2 separate regions of the Gasterosteus aculeatus genome follow, and region 2 is linked to region 1. Evidence: chromatin contacts called from public Hi-C data. All regions are on one chromosome and are shown on one strand. The core of a region is the stretch at or near the end of the contact, and the rest is flanking DNA. Distances in the headings are between cores, read along the strand shown.

The links. A called contact is a pair of places that touch in the nucleus more often than the background predicts.
Region 2: a contact with region 1 is called in a Hi-C map of skeletal muscle, with 6 times the contacts expected there. The contact joins the promoter of adamts13 here to the enhancer-like site in region 1. A contact is called at or near these places in 3 of 6 Hi-C or Micro-C datasets (skeletal muscle and tail fin).

The regions. Positions count from the first base shown.
Region 1 is chr13:15,622,674-15,628,384 of fGasAcu3.hap1.1, reverse strand. hmcn2 (hemicentin 2) reads left to right here. Exons shown (of 81, transcript XM_040195063.2): 26 at 785-976; 27 at 1,074-1,204; 28 at 1,367-1,511; 29 at 1,793-1,919; 30 at 2,014-2,171; 31 at 2,368-2,646; 32 at 2,732-2,874; 33 at 3,280-3,430; 34 at 3,574-3,789; 35 at 4,008-4,121; 36 at 4,228-4,415; 37 at 4,510-4,606; 38 at 4,768-4,929; 39 at 5,058-5,171; 1 more. Among protein-coding and RNA genes, the nearest start is that of hmcn2, 22 kb to the left of the region's middle. Within about 2 kb of position 2,469, at least 1 of the 9 cell types and tissues checked has open chromatin away from gene starts, as enhancers often do.
Region 2 is chr13:15,664,090-15,670,546 of fGasAcu3.hap1.1, reverse strand. adamts13 (ADAM metallopeptidase with thrombospondin type 1 motif, 13) reads right to left here and starts at 4,431. Exons shown (of 29, transcript XM_040195756.2): 1 at 4,245-4,431; 2 at 3,882-3,936; 3 at 3,635-3,768; 4 at 3,210-3,293; 5 at 2,899-3,023; 6 at 2,664-2,810; 7 at 2,167-2,301; 8 at 1,838-1,988; 9 at 1,632-1,736; 10 at 1,380-1,531; 11 at 1,228-1,291; 12 at 900-1,026; 13 at 658-806; 14 at 429-549; 2 more. The coding sequence starts at 4,322.

The DNA.
Region 1 (5,711 bases), core at 1,220-3,719:
AAAGTCTACTAACGAGATGTGTTAAAATCTAAAACATAACATCTGTAGGCATTTCCTCCCAGCAATGAGGTAATGAATATGCTTTGAGCTCCTTAACAGTAAACATGTGCTCAGAGGCAACGGAGGATAACATCACCTTTTGCTGGTGCTGCGTCTCCTTTGGTTAGTTATTTTCTTCGATTGAGGAAGGACGTGAAGGAGTGTTTCATTTCACTTTGTTGTCTGTGGTGTTGGTATATGTGTAACCAGTCTGCAAATAGACATTTGAATCACTCCACTGCACTCATCTTTCTTTGCGACATGTTCAATTGTTCCCCTTTACCTCAATCCCCACCTTTCTTCTCTTGAGCATTTGCGCCTCGTTTCGCACCCAGTAATCCACAGAACATGGCTTAAGGCTCCTGAGTGTACGCACCCAGTGCCCTTTGAGCTGCTCGTTCCACCACCCATATCCCTCCTGCTCAAGACTCTGTGTCCGGCAATACGTCTTGATGCTGGTGTTTCAAACCGTGCATCTTGCATCTCTCCAGGATGCTGTGCCTTTCTTTTTAATATGACCTTGAAATCTTTAACTCTACAAAGAAGCCATTTTGGCAATGTGCGCCCTTCTGTCCTGCAGATAAATGTAGAGCGGCCTTTTTTCCCCCCACTCTGGGCCGCTTGCCCATTATGTCCCCCTGTAGCGAAGCAGAGAAATATAAGTATCTTTTCTGTCTGTCTGACGTGATCAATGAAGCTCAGTTCGTACTCCCTCACAATACTTTTCTTGTCTCTGCACCTGCAGGTTCCCCACATCCCAAGCTGCGCTGGTTCAAGAATGGCCTGGAGATACAGCCCGAACAATCAGAGCTTTCTGTGGCGAGAGACGGAGCGCTCGTAATTAGAACAGCGTCTGCCAGCCACAGCGGGGACTTCAAGTGTGTGGCGACCAATGAGGCCGGCTCTGTGGAGAGGAAGACTAGGCTGAAAGTAAACGGTGGGCATTTAGTTAACCTTGTTTTTTCTTCACAAACAAAATGCCTTTAACGGCACTCAAACGTATGTTTTCCTTTTATCCATTCGTACCTCTGTAGTTCCCCCAGAGATCCAGGACGATGGGCAGCCACTGAACCTCACCGTCACCTTGAAGCAGCCTCTCACTCTGGGCTGCGATGCCTTTGGGATCCCCTCCCCTACAATCACCTGGACTAAAGATGGTCATCCAGTGAGTTGTTTCACCCAGAATTGCCATTTTCAGTTAATGTAAAATTTGGGCTGCATATTAATATACCTTGTTGATAACTAGCTATATAATGCCGCCAAGTGGCCATTGTTATAATTACAAATAGACACAAAGGATGCACTAAACTGATTTGGGTATGTCCAGGTGGGCAGTCCCGGGGTTTATCTGCAGAATGGAAACCGGTTGCTGAGAATGTACAGAGTTCAGCCGGAACACGCGGGCAGATTTGCGTGCACAGCTGAAAACTCAGCTGGAGAGGCCCGGAGAGAATATCACATTGTGGTGCAAGGTGAGCTCATAAACCAGCTGTGAGACTGGTATTCAGCATACAATAGAATAGAGGGGTGTGGGAGGCTGACAGATGACATATATAAGGATGCCTACTGCATCAAGTACAGAGTTAAAAGGGATGTTTGTCTCTTTTTCTAAAATATTTTAGAAGAGCGCTCCAAAAGCTACCAAATTACTACCAAAGTCCTATTTGTTTGATTTTGAAGTGATCATTTTCTTATTCAAATTACATAAATATTGACTGGTTAATTTCTGGTGTGTGTGTGTACACTCTTACAGCTCCGCCGGTGATCTCAGGAGCATCCCGACTGCAGGAACTATCTGTGGTTCTGGGCCAGGAGGTCGAGTTCCAGTGTCGAGTGAGCGGTCGACCAGCACCCAGAGTGGAATGGAGCCGTGACGGAGAGTAAGCGTCACTCTCGGCCATTTATTAATGTGACATTCAGCTCCACGCACACCCATGGTATTCCATTTGATTAACCACCGCTTCCTCCCGACAGAGTCCTGTCTCGTGACGGAGATCCCCATGTGGAGTTTGTAGAAGATGGCCAGGTGTTAAAGGTGAAGTCAGTACGACTGAGGGACCAGGGGCTTTACCAGTGTCTGGCCATCAACAACGCAGGAACTCAGATGCGCCAGTTCAGACTCGCAGTGCAAGGTCTCTGCCTCATCTGTGACCGGCACACTTACAACCACACAGAATTTCCTTCATGCAAGGCTCTGGGGGATTTCTGAGAAACTTAAAGCTTTCAGTTTCAAAACCGTCCGTTTCCCCCGATCAACCCATCCTGTGCTGAGGGGCCGCTGAAGATCTTACTGGGGGTTAAACATTAACGTGTCTTCTTTCTCCCCAGCTCCACCCACCATCAAAGGGCCGAGCGAGACCTCGGCGGTGTCGGTGGTCCTGGGTTTCCCCACAGTCCTCCCCTGTGATGTCGAGGGCTCACCCACTCCCAGCATCACGTGGTTGAAGGACAACCAGCCAATCGTGTCCAGTCCTCAGTCCACATACACCCGCGGAGGACAGGCTTTGCGGCTGGGCTCAGCCCGGGGAGACAGCACCGGTCTCTACACCTGCCGAGCCACAAATCCAGCCGGAACCGCAATCAAACATTATTCTCTGAGTGTTCTGGGTAAGAGACATCTGCATCACTTACCCATCAAAGTGCATGAGGAAGAAATATGAATTAAAGACCAGTTTTGTTTTTTTCTGATCAGTCCCACCACAGATAGAAGGCGACACTGTATCTTTAAAGTTTGGTGGTCAGGGAGAGAAAGTACGGATCAACGGGAGTTTGACTCTCTCCTGCCTGGCTAAAGGTTTTCCGGAGCCCAAGGTTAATTGGTTCAAAGATGGACAGGTTGGTGTTTCATCCTTTACAACCTCTGCATTTCTTGATATGATTAAAGATGTAATCTTCATCAGCCTCTACTGGCAACCATTGAGAATTGCAACAGCCTCAATAGAATTGACATTCACTTGCAGAAGCCACCGTTACCCTCGAGGTTTTTGTGCCACAAGGGAGCCTGTTCATTCTGACAAAGATATAGAAGAAGAATCCAGTGGTTTGAATATCACGACGTAAAATCCTGTCATGAAGCTGCTTTTCCCTGTGTGTTGTCTAAACACAATACAGATTGGACATTGTTATGAAAGCCAGTAATTTTATCCCTCTCCTAATGTTTCATTGAGTTAATATTACTTGTTATCTAGCCTCTGCAAACCACATCTGATACAGACTGACTGTGTTTCCTTTTGTCTTTAGTTGCTGACTGGGAACGTCCATGCCGGCCTTCAGGAGAGTGGCTTCATCCTCCACATAGAGAACGCCATGCTGTCTCATGAGGGCCAGTACACCTGTGTGGTCACCAACTCTGCAGGAGAGGACAAGAGAGACTTTCATGTCACCATTCAGGGTGTGTTGGGTAAAACTCTTATGATTTAACAAAATCAGTATCATGATTGGGTTGTTGTATAATTAGAACATTTTGGAACAATTTAAGTCCAATCTTCATTACACAGGAAGTGAACTGACCCAAAGATGCTCTCGTCTTGCTAGTTCCCCCAGTCTTTCAGCGGATAACTAACAGAGAAGCCGCCTGGGGTCTCGGACACGAGGGTGACGATAATGAGGACATGGTGGAGAAGAGGGAAGTGGTCCTGGGCCATTCAATCAGCCTGTCCTGTGATAGTAATGCCATCCCCCCTCCCAAGCTCAGCTGGTACAAGGATGGACGAAAACTCACTTCTGCCGACGGAGTGGTGCTGCTTCCAGGTCAGAGGGAGCGCCTTCCTGTGTGATCGAACTTTAAAGCAGTGGTGTGGTTCATTTTCATGGATACATCCGGGGGAGGGTTGTATTATTTTTATTCTTGTGTCTGTTGTGTGTATTGCTGGCAGTTGTGTGCCGTTGTTTGTGATGAAGGCTTGCAGCGTGCATGCATGTAAAATGAAAATAAAATGTTTGAAAGATAAATCTGTTTGTCCATTCAGGTGGACAGGTGCTGCAAATCGCCAGAGTGCAGAAAGATGATGGTGGAAAGTTTACATGTCAGGCTGTTAATGAGGCCGGAGAGGATCGCATGCACTTTGAGCTGGATATCTTAGGTAAGCAAGCACACATACGGGTTCACGGTGTAGTTGTGAATAAAACACATGCGTCTATTTGGACATTTAACAAAATGCTTTCTAATGGGGATGTCTGTGGTCTTAGTCCCTCCTGTGATCATGGGGGCATCCGAGAACTTCATGGAGGAAGTGGGAGCCGTGGTCAACAGCTCTGTGGTCCTTCATTGCGATGTGACCGGACACCCAGCTCCAGTCATCTCCTGGCTCAGAGACAGGCAGCCGGTGCACACCCACTCACAGCATATAATCAGTGAGGATGGGAGTCGGCTCCAGGTTAATTAAATAGACTTTTATACAAATACCAGTTTGTAAACAGATCCACCGGGGACATGTTTTATTGAGGAATAACACAATCCCATTTTCTCAGCTCCTAAGTGTGCAGGTTTCAGACATGGCTGGTTATTTATGCGTGGCTGAGAACAAAGCTGGAACAGTTGAGAAGCTCTTCAGTCTGACAGTGCAAGGTAAGACAAGTTCGTAAGGGCATTGCCACTGAATATATATTCAATCTCACATCTAATCAGGGTTTCTAATGTTTTGGGGGTTATTTTTGATATATGTTATCAAATCTTCTTTTATGACTCAAGTCCTTTGAGTGTACAAAGCACTGCTTTATTTCTTTCAGTGCCTCCAAGAATAATGGGCCATAAGGAAGAGGACGTTAGCGTGATCGAGGGCCACATGGTGTCGATGCTGTGTGACGTCCAAGCGTACCCTCCTGCAGAGATCACCTGGACCAGAGATGGCCAGCTGCTCCACTTCAACACCAACATCCACATTCTGCCAGGTCAGATCACGGCCAAGCGCAATACCTGAACAATTGTTACAACAGCAGCTTTTCCTTAGTTTCTAATTTCTAGAATCTAATAATGGCCCTTTGTTTCTCTAATCTAATCTAATAATATATGTTATTAGGGGGCCAAATGCTTCAGCTACCCCGGGCAAGACTGGAAGATGCCGGACAATACGTATGCACGGCCACCAACTCGGCAGGCCAGGAGCAGAAGAGCATTCTCCTCAGTGTTTATGGTGAGCATACACATGGTGACCCATCTGCACAATTCAGCTACGTATACAGATGATCAAATCTGAAAACCTTGTCTTGGCTAATAAAAGTCTGTTTACCGTGAGCCAGCTGTGGCCGAGGACCGTTCGAGGACTGAATCATAGCAATTCTGAATGAATAAAGCTCAGATCGTGACCTTGTCTTTTTGTGCAAACCATCAGTCCTGCCCACCCTGCAGCCCCGTCTAGATGCCGAGTCAGACTTGGTCACCCCACAGGTTGGCTCTTCAGTCATTCTGCGATGTGAAGCACACGGTGTTCCTGAGCCTGAGGTCACATGGTACAAGAATGGGCAGCAACTAGCCGCAGGGAACGGGCTGCAGATGGATCCTCACCAGCTGGAGATCATAGGAGTTCAGGTCAGGAGAAAATGCTTTTACGTCATCCGTTTGAGGACACAGACAAAGCCTTTTAAGGGTTGAGGGGGGCATTTGAAAGGAAAAACGTATTTTTGGACTTTTCAAACAAGATATTACACAAAAAGGCTTATGCGTTGGACTTTCA
Region 2 (6,457 bases), core at 3,182-5,681, 40 kb before region 1:
CGTCTCCATGGCTGGTAAAAGGTCAGGGGTCAGGTGGAGGGAGTACTCAAGGCGGTTATCATCCAATGGGGAGGGATGGGTCGTTGTTAGTGCCATCTCGCCCATCCCAGACACAACGTACCGATCCCCAACTGTTACAGCTGGGGACAGAAATGCCAAAAACAACTCCAGCTTTTAGTACCAGTTAATCCTGACGTAAAAATCTCTTGTAGAGTGATGACGCTCACCCATGTGAGTGAAGAGAGGTGCCCTGTTGACAACATGAACCTGCGTGGCATTCACCGGCAGAGACAGGAAAGTGGTGTACTCTGAAACAGAGATCAATGACAAAAATGTAACCTAAGTGAGTAATTCATTACCAAAATACTAGTCAATTCATTTTCTCTCAGTGAATGGGTTCATAATAGCTATCCATTGTTGTTTGCTACCTCTGGCCTGACCGCCACCGTAGGAGTCGGAGGTCAAACTGCAGGATGACGCATCTCCACCACACACCCCGCACACATCCCTCACTTTCCCAGAGTGCAGCGTGCCATCGCAGCCAAACAGCTGGTCAGAGACGAGCAGTGCATTTAAAAAGCTGTTTGACTGACTGTGAAAATGAAGTCTGAATGAGTCAAATAACATCTGCTTTGTTGTGTATTAAGTCTTCTTTACCTGGCATTTCCCTCTCAGACAAGCAGCCGTGGAGCCAAAAAGAGGCGGCCTGTCGGACTCACAGCGAGTACCATCAACAAACTGGGAGCCACGGCTCACCATGAAGTTTTCTCCTTTTGACTGGCACAAATACCTGCACTGGTCATCCCCTGGCGATGGACGAGAGGAGTTCACAGAAAAACACATCTTAGACAGCAATACTTTGCTTTGTTACGTCTGGGACAAAATCTATTCAGGCCCACCATGTACAAAGCCTATCGCAGGGATCCAGGTGTAGAAGGAGGCAGTGTTTGGCAGCAGGTAGAGCGGGTGGAGGTCCGTTTGAGAACACTGCTCTGCTACAAAATCCAGCTGGGTGTTCTCACATGGCTGCAATAGAGAAAAGCATTATTTTTTTTTTATAGACTGTAGAGGCCTTTGTGGCTGAATCTGACCCATGCTCAATGACTTCTTTGTCTCTAATTCTCCAAGTGAACAATAAACAGTGGGACGATTCAGGGGACAGTGATCCACCGAGTAAATGGTATTGACCTCCTGTAAGGAGGCCCAATGTCAATAGTCAGAACGTACTTGCTGGTGACAAAGTTCAGCCTCAATATCGGATCCCTCACAATCATTCCCTCCAAAAGCAGGTCTGAAAAAAAATCAGTCATCTTTCAGCTGTTGAACGTCAATATAACACTCAGAGATATTCAGCTCTGACTGCGGCCGACGCTTGTCACCTTGGGTTGTTGCATTTACGCGTGCGCTGAGTGACCCCCCCGCCACACGTCCGTGAGCAAGGGGAGAACTCAGACCAGTTGGACCAGGAGCCGTGCACCACCACAGAGGAGCCGAGCTCATCTGAGGAAACGCAACGCCCCTTCAGACACCACTGGAACACAGGAACGCACCCCATGAGCAAACAGGCTCGGATGGTCGACGCAGTGGTTCAATGGCTGCACCAAAACGGCTCACCAGTAACAGAGCAGTACCTGGTCAGGTGCACACTCTGTCCCATCCAGCAGTGGGATGAGGAGGCGTTTGCAGGAGCTGTTATCATCAGGGTTAATGTGACAGGACAGCACTCGACAAGCCGGCTGATGGAAAAGAAAGGAGGAATAAATATTGGGTGATGGTCTGTATTTTTGGATGCAAAGTGCCACCTTCTGGTATCAAAGCGGTAGTACGGGTGACTGACCAGGTCAGGGTTGGTGAAAGAGCAGGCTCTCGCAGTGCTACCAAAAGCTATACGGCATTGGTCATCGACTCCGTAGTATAGACCCGGCTTCCAGTGTTGTAGGGAGCCGCCCAGTGCAGGCAGGTCCTTTACACACTCAGCTTTACCTTCACTGGCAACAGGAGTGACATCTCATTATCATGTCCTAACTATTGCAGATACAGAGAGTTACTATGCTTAAAATGGACAGGTTTTAATCATTTAACATCAGAAGCAAATATAAACTTTACAAAAGTGGTGACGATGCAAACAGTTAAAACAACCTCATGACTTATAACTGGTTGACTCACGTGAAGAATGTGAGCAGCTGCTGTCTGCTGCAGGGAGACCAGGTCAGATCCACACTGTTGTAGCCGCCATCAGAGGCCATCATGAAGCCACTCTTGCTGCAGGTGTTTCCTACACCGTCATGGTTGATTCCAAAACTGGGTGAAAATGAATCAGGTTCCAGTACTGTTACTGACCTTACGGTGGAGGACTCGAAGCGATCCTACATACTTTCAACAAAGCTGGATTCAATTGCACGATGCAGTGACATTTTTTTGCGGCTCTGTAATTTGCTGATTAAAAACACACCTATATAAAATAAAAGGAAATAGAAATTGCCTCTAAGGGGAAACTCAATTGATACATTGCAGTATGTTTTTCTGATTGAAAACATACATCTCTCTATGAAACATCTTAGAAATCCCATGTCTAGTGTTATTTGCTTTATTAGCTGTGATGTAACCACATATTTTTACATGTTTCAGATTCCCTGATGGTCATGTGTGTGACTCTGCTTCACCTGTGGCCAATCTCATGAGTGATGGTGATGCCCAGGTCAAAGCCTGTGTCCTCCGTGATCACACAGCTCCATTCACTGGAGCAAGCCCCACCCAGCTGCGCTACACCCCTGACCTGGTTATTCCCATCAGGCAACAACAGGTCATACCTATTAGTGACAGGAGACAACACACAAATATTACATCAAATATCAAGAGAACACATTTGCAATGCCGCCAGCTAAAGGGAACACACACCGTGTAATGTACAACAGCAGATCGGCGTGTAGTGGGTCTGTGTCGTTGGAGGGGTTTATCCTTCGGCCCCAGTCGCACACACTTCTGAGAGAGGAGGTGATGTTGGGGGACATTTGGATCTCTGGCTGGAAGCGTGACCACAAAAACAAAAGAAAGATGGTGATGATAAAACATAAAGAATCTGAATTTAAGGCCATTTGGTCATTGGTCACGCTTGATGTCACACGTGTTGTAGTTATATGTAGCTACTAATCCAAAATGGATCCACTTATGAACTTGATTCATTGAACTTATAAGGGCCAGCCGGTTACCTCTGGCTCCGACAGGATGATCATGCGGACCAGGTGCACCCTCATATTGGCCCCCAGGGCCATGTCCCTCAAAAGCTCTGAGGCCTGGGTGGAGGTTGGAAAATAAGTCAGATGAAAACGATACCCATTGTTCAATTCTGGTCTGCTCTGATGACGTTTTCTTCTTCTTTTAATAGAAATCGCTTTGATAGAAAATGAAAATAATGTTGGTTTGGACAGAAGACCTCTGGTCAACCACTTCCTTTTGTTGGTTAAATACATTCTTTGATTTAATAGCGATGTTTCTTTCCCTTTCGACATAAGAAATGTTCAAAACAAGTCACTTCAGTAAAGCATTCCAGTTCTCTTCCCCGCTGCGGTTCCTCGACATTCCCTCATACTTCTATTTCAGATACACAGAAACGGCTATCGACTGAAAGCCTCACAATGTTGAGGTTGGTGAGGACGTATCGTTCTGTGTCCTGCTTGTGGAACTGCTGGACATCGGGTCCGACCACCACCAGCAGCTCCAGGTGTGTTATGTCGGGCATCAGGGCCCAGCGACGCAGACGCCGATTCACTGTGAACGCGGAGAAGGGAAACCCCCAGTGGTCACAGTACAAAGAGAACACAACCATTGCATGATGTATTAGTCTCACAATTGTTGTACAATCCGGCCGTAGAGAGACATACCTGAGGCATCAGGAGATGAAACTACGTCCCTTTGACTGGGGGAGTGATGAAAATGCTTTAAGTGGACACAAACGTTTGTTTTAGCCTCTTTTAAAACAACATTTAAGGGTTATTTTTGAAACTACAGTTTGAAAACCTGTGTAACTAAATTTAGATGATTGTTGCCCAAAAAACGAAAGGCTATTTTAGAGCTTTAGTCTTTTGGGTCGAATGCCATGTAAATCCAGCTGTGACAGCGGCTGGCGAGTTTTGACAGGATGATAAACAGTTTAAAGTTGAAGAGTTCAATGTACTTTGCAGAAGTCCCGAGCAGTGCAATCACCAGCCGCCGTGCTTCACCCTCAGCTCTCCACCCTCACCTACCTCTTCCAATGGAGGAGTCGTCAGAGCGGCGAGGCCAGGCCGCAGTAGCAGCAGGCAGAGCAGGCCCGTTAAAAACATGTTTCCCGTCTCCCTGTGCGTCCACCTGCTTCAACGGCAGACTGATCTGTGGTCTTCCTCTATGAGCAGCAGTTTATGTAAACAGTGGGGACAAAGTTGGTGGGTGGCGTATGTCAAGTTCTTCTCCCCCAGCTTTGGGACCGAGAGGACCGATCTCATTGGTTGAGTTGTTGTTTTTGAAAATGACTAATGTGTATATTCTGGAGTTTCGTAACCGGACAATGAAAAGGTACCTTTTGACGACAAGAGAAAGATCGTCAGCGGTGGCTGCTGCTTGCTTTATTTAGTAATCAAAATCAACATTTGGATACAAGCCCTACTTATATTTGGTCTTTTAGTAGCTGCAATCGCAACTGAATCAATCCACGTTTCATAAACTATGGCGTGTGTGTTGTTTCCTGTGTCATCCACTAGAGGACAGACATGCTCCTGCGGTTTGAGGAACTGAGAGGGAGCAGAAGCGCACGCACTCCTCCACAAGAGTGTAAATAACATCCTGTATGTACGTGGCAGATGCAAAACCTAAAGCTCATTTGTTTTATTCAAAAGGCATTTAAAGATTCATGATGGTAACAATAAAAAAACAAAAACAATAAAGCTTAAACTGGCAGGCTTTATCTTCTGGGTCACGGGTGAAACCATTTTCCTATATTCCGTAATCTGACAATGGCTTGTTCACTCTAGATTATAACATTTGTGGAGATTTATGTTAATAACTTGTCGGCAGTGAAGTTATTTAAATATATCATTGTAATATAATTGACTTCTTTATTTGCTTTGACAAATACTGTAAAAATGGGTGCGGCAGTTATCTTTTTTTACTTCTAACGCAGCTTGAAAACATTCTTCCCCGGCTATATTTATAAATGCCCAAGAATAACCAGCATGTTTCCACCTTTAAAGAAAAACAATTCCAACGTTGCTTCACCAGAAAAAGAGTAGTTGACCCCCCGCTCCTTTCTACTTCTGCTCCTCTACATCCCCTTCGTTCCTCGGCAGGGATGGTTTATCTGCATAAAGCTTGGATTCCAGCCCCATCTGCCAGATATCTGCCTGTTGTCAGTCTGAACCAACAGCTGGGTGTCCAATGCATTAGAACGACCTCCACGTCCTGCTGGATTTATGAGCACGGCCGAGAATGCAAGTGTTGTTTGATCCTCATCAGCAGGCTTGTTCAGAGGAGGGTAGGGATTGTATATTCATGGTCCTAAATAATATATATCTAGCCATATGGGATACTCAAGTGGGTACAGTGCGCCTCAGGGAAGTGTTGTTTAGTTGTGTTTATCGAGGAAGGAAGTTACCCGTTAATTGGAGAAAATGTGTATGAAAATGTCTGTTACTCTGTTGGGTGGGGCCACGTTTTGGCATCCTTTCCGTCGATACTTTCTATATGGTTGAAATATATCATGGTCTTTTAAACATTCCAAGTTGTATGAAACTTTTTTCAGGCAGACCAATCTTCCTTTCGTGAAGCCCGTTGTCTTGGGGTTTCATTTTGAGATGCATTAAAGTAGAGCGGCTGGGGATTAAACATGAAAGGACTCATATTTTGGGGAGCTCTTCCTGTGCCGATCTGAGGGTTTTGGGACAGGGGAATGGTGCATGTGTACGGACTGTAAAACCCTCAGAGGGAAATTTGTCATTTGTGACTATGGGCTAAACAAATGTTCATCTGAGGCTCTTTGTCGTCCCTCCATCTTTCACACTGTTGTAAATTATTCATAATTGCAAAAAACTATAAATGTTGACCTGCCTCTTTATGGCAGCCCATCACTTAAACTCTCATTGTTTGTATTGTACAGAGCAACAGCATCCTGCTAGAATGTTTCTGGTTTGAAAGAGAAGTATTCAAATTGATGATTCCAGTAGCTGGCATAGAAATCTTGCTTTCTAAGCACAGTGACAGAATGATTTTTCTTATCTTGCAAAATGTCAATTGTCTTGGTTAAAACTAGCTCGCCTTTCATGTCTGACTCATTGAAGCTGCTTTTCTGCTTGGCATGGGACTATTTATAAACCTGCCAGTGATGGATCAGGTGTTGAATAAAAGTTCTAACCACACAGAAAACATCAACACCAAATGATCAGAACATCCATTTTTAAAACTTATGGATGGTCCTCTCATTATCTTG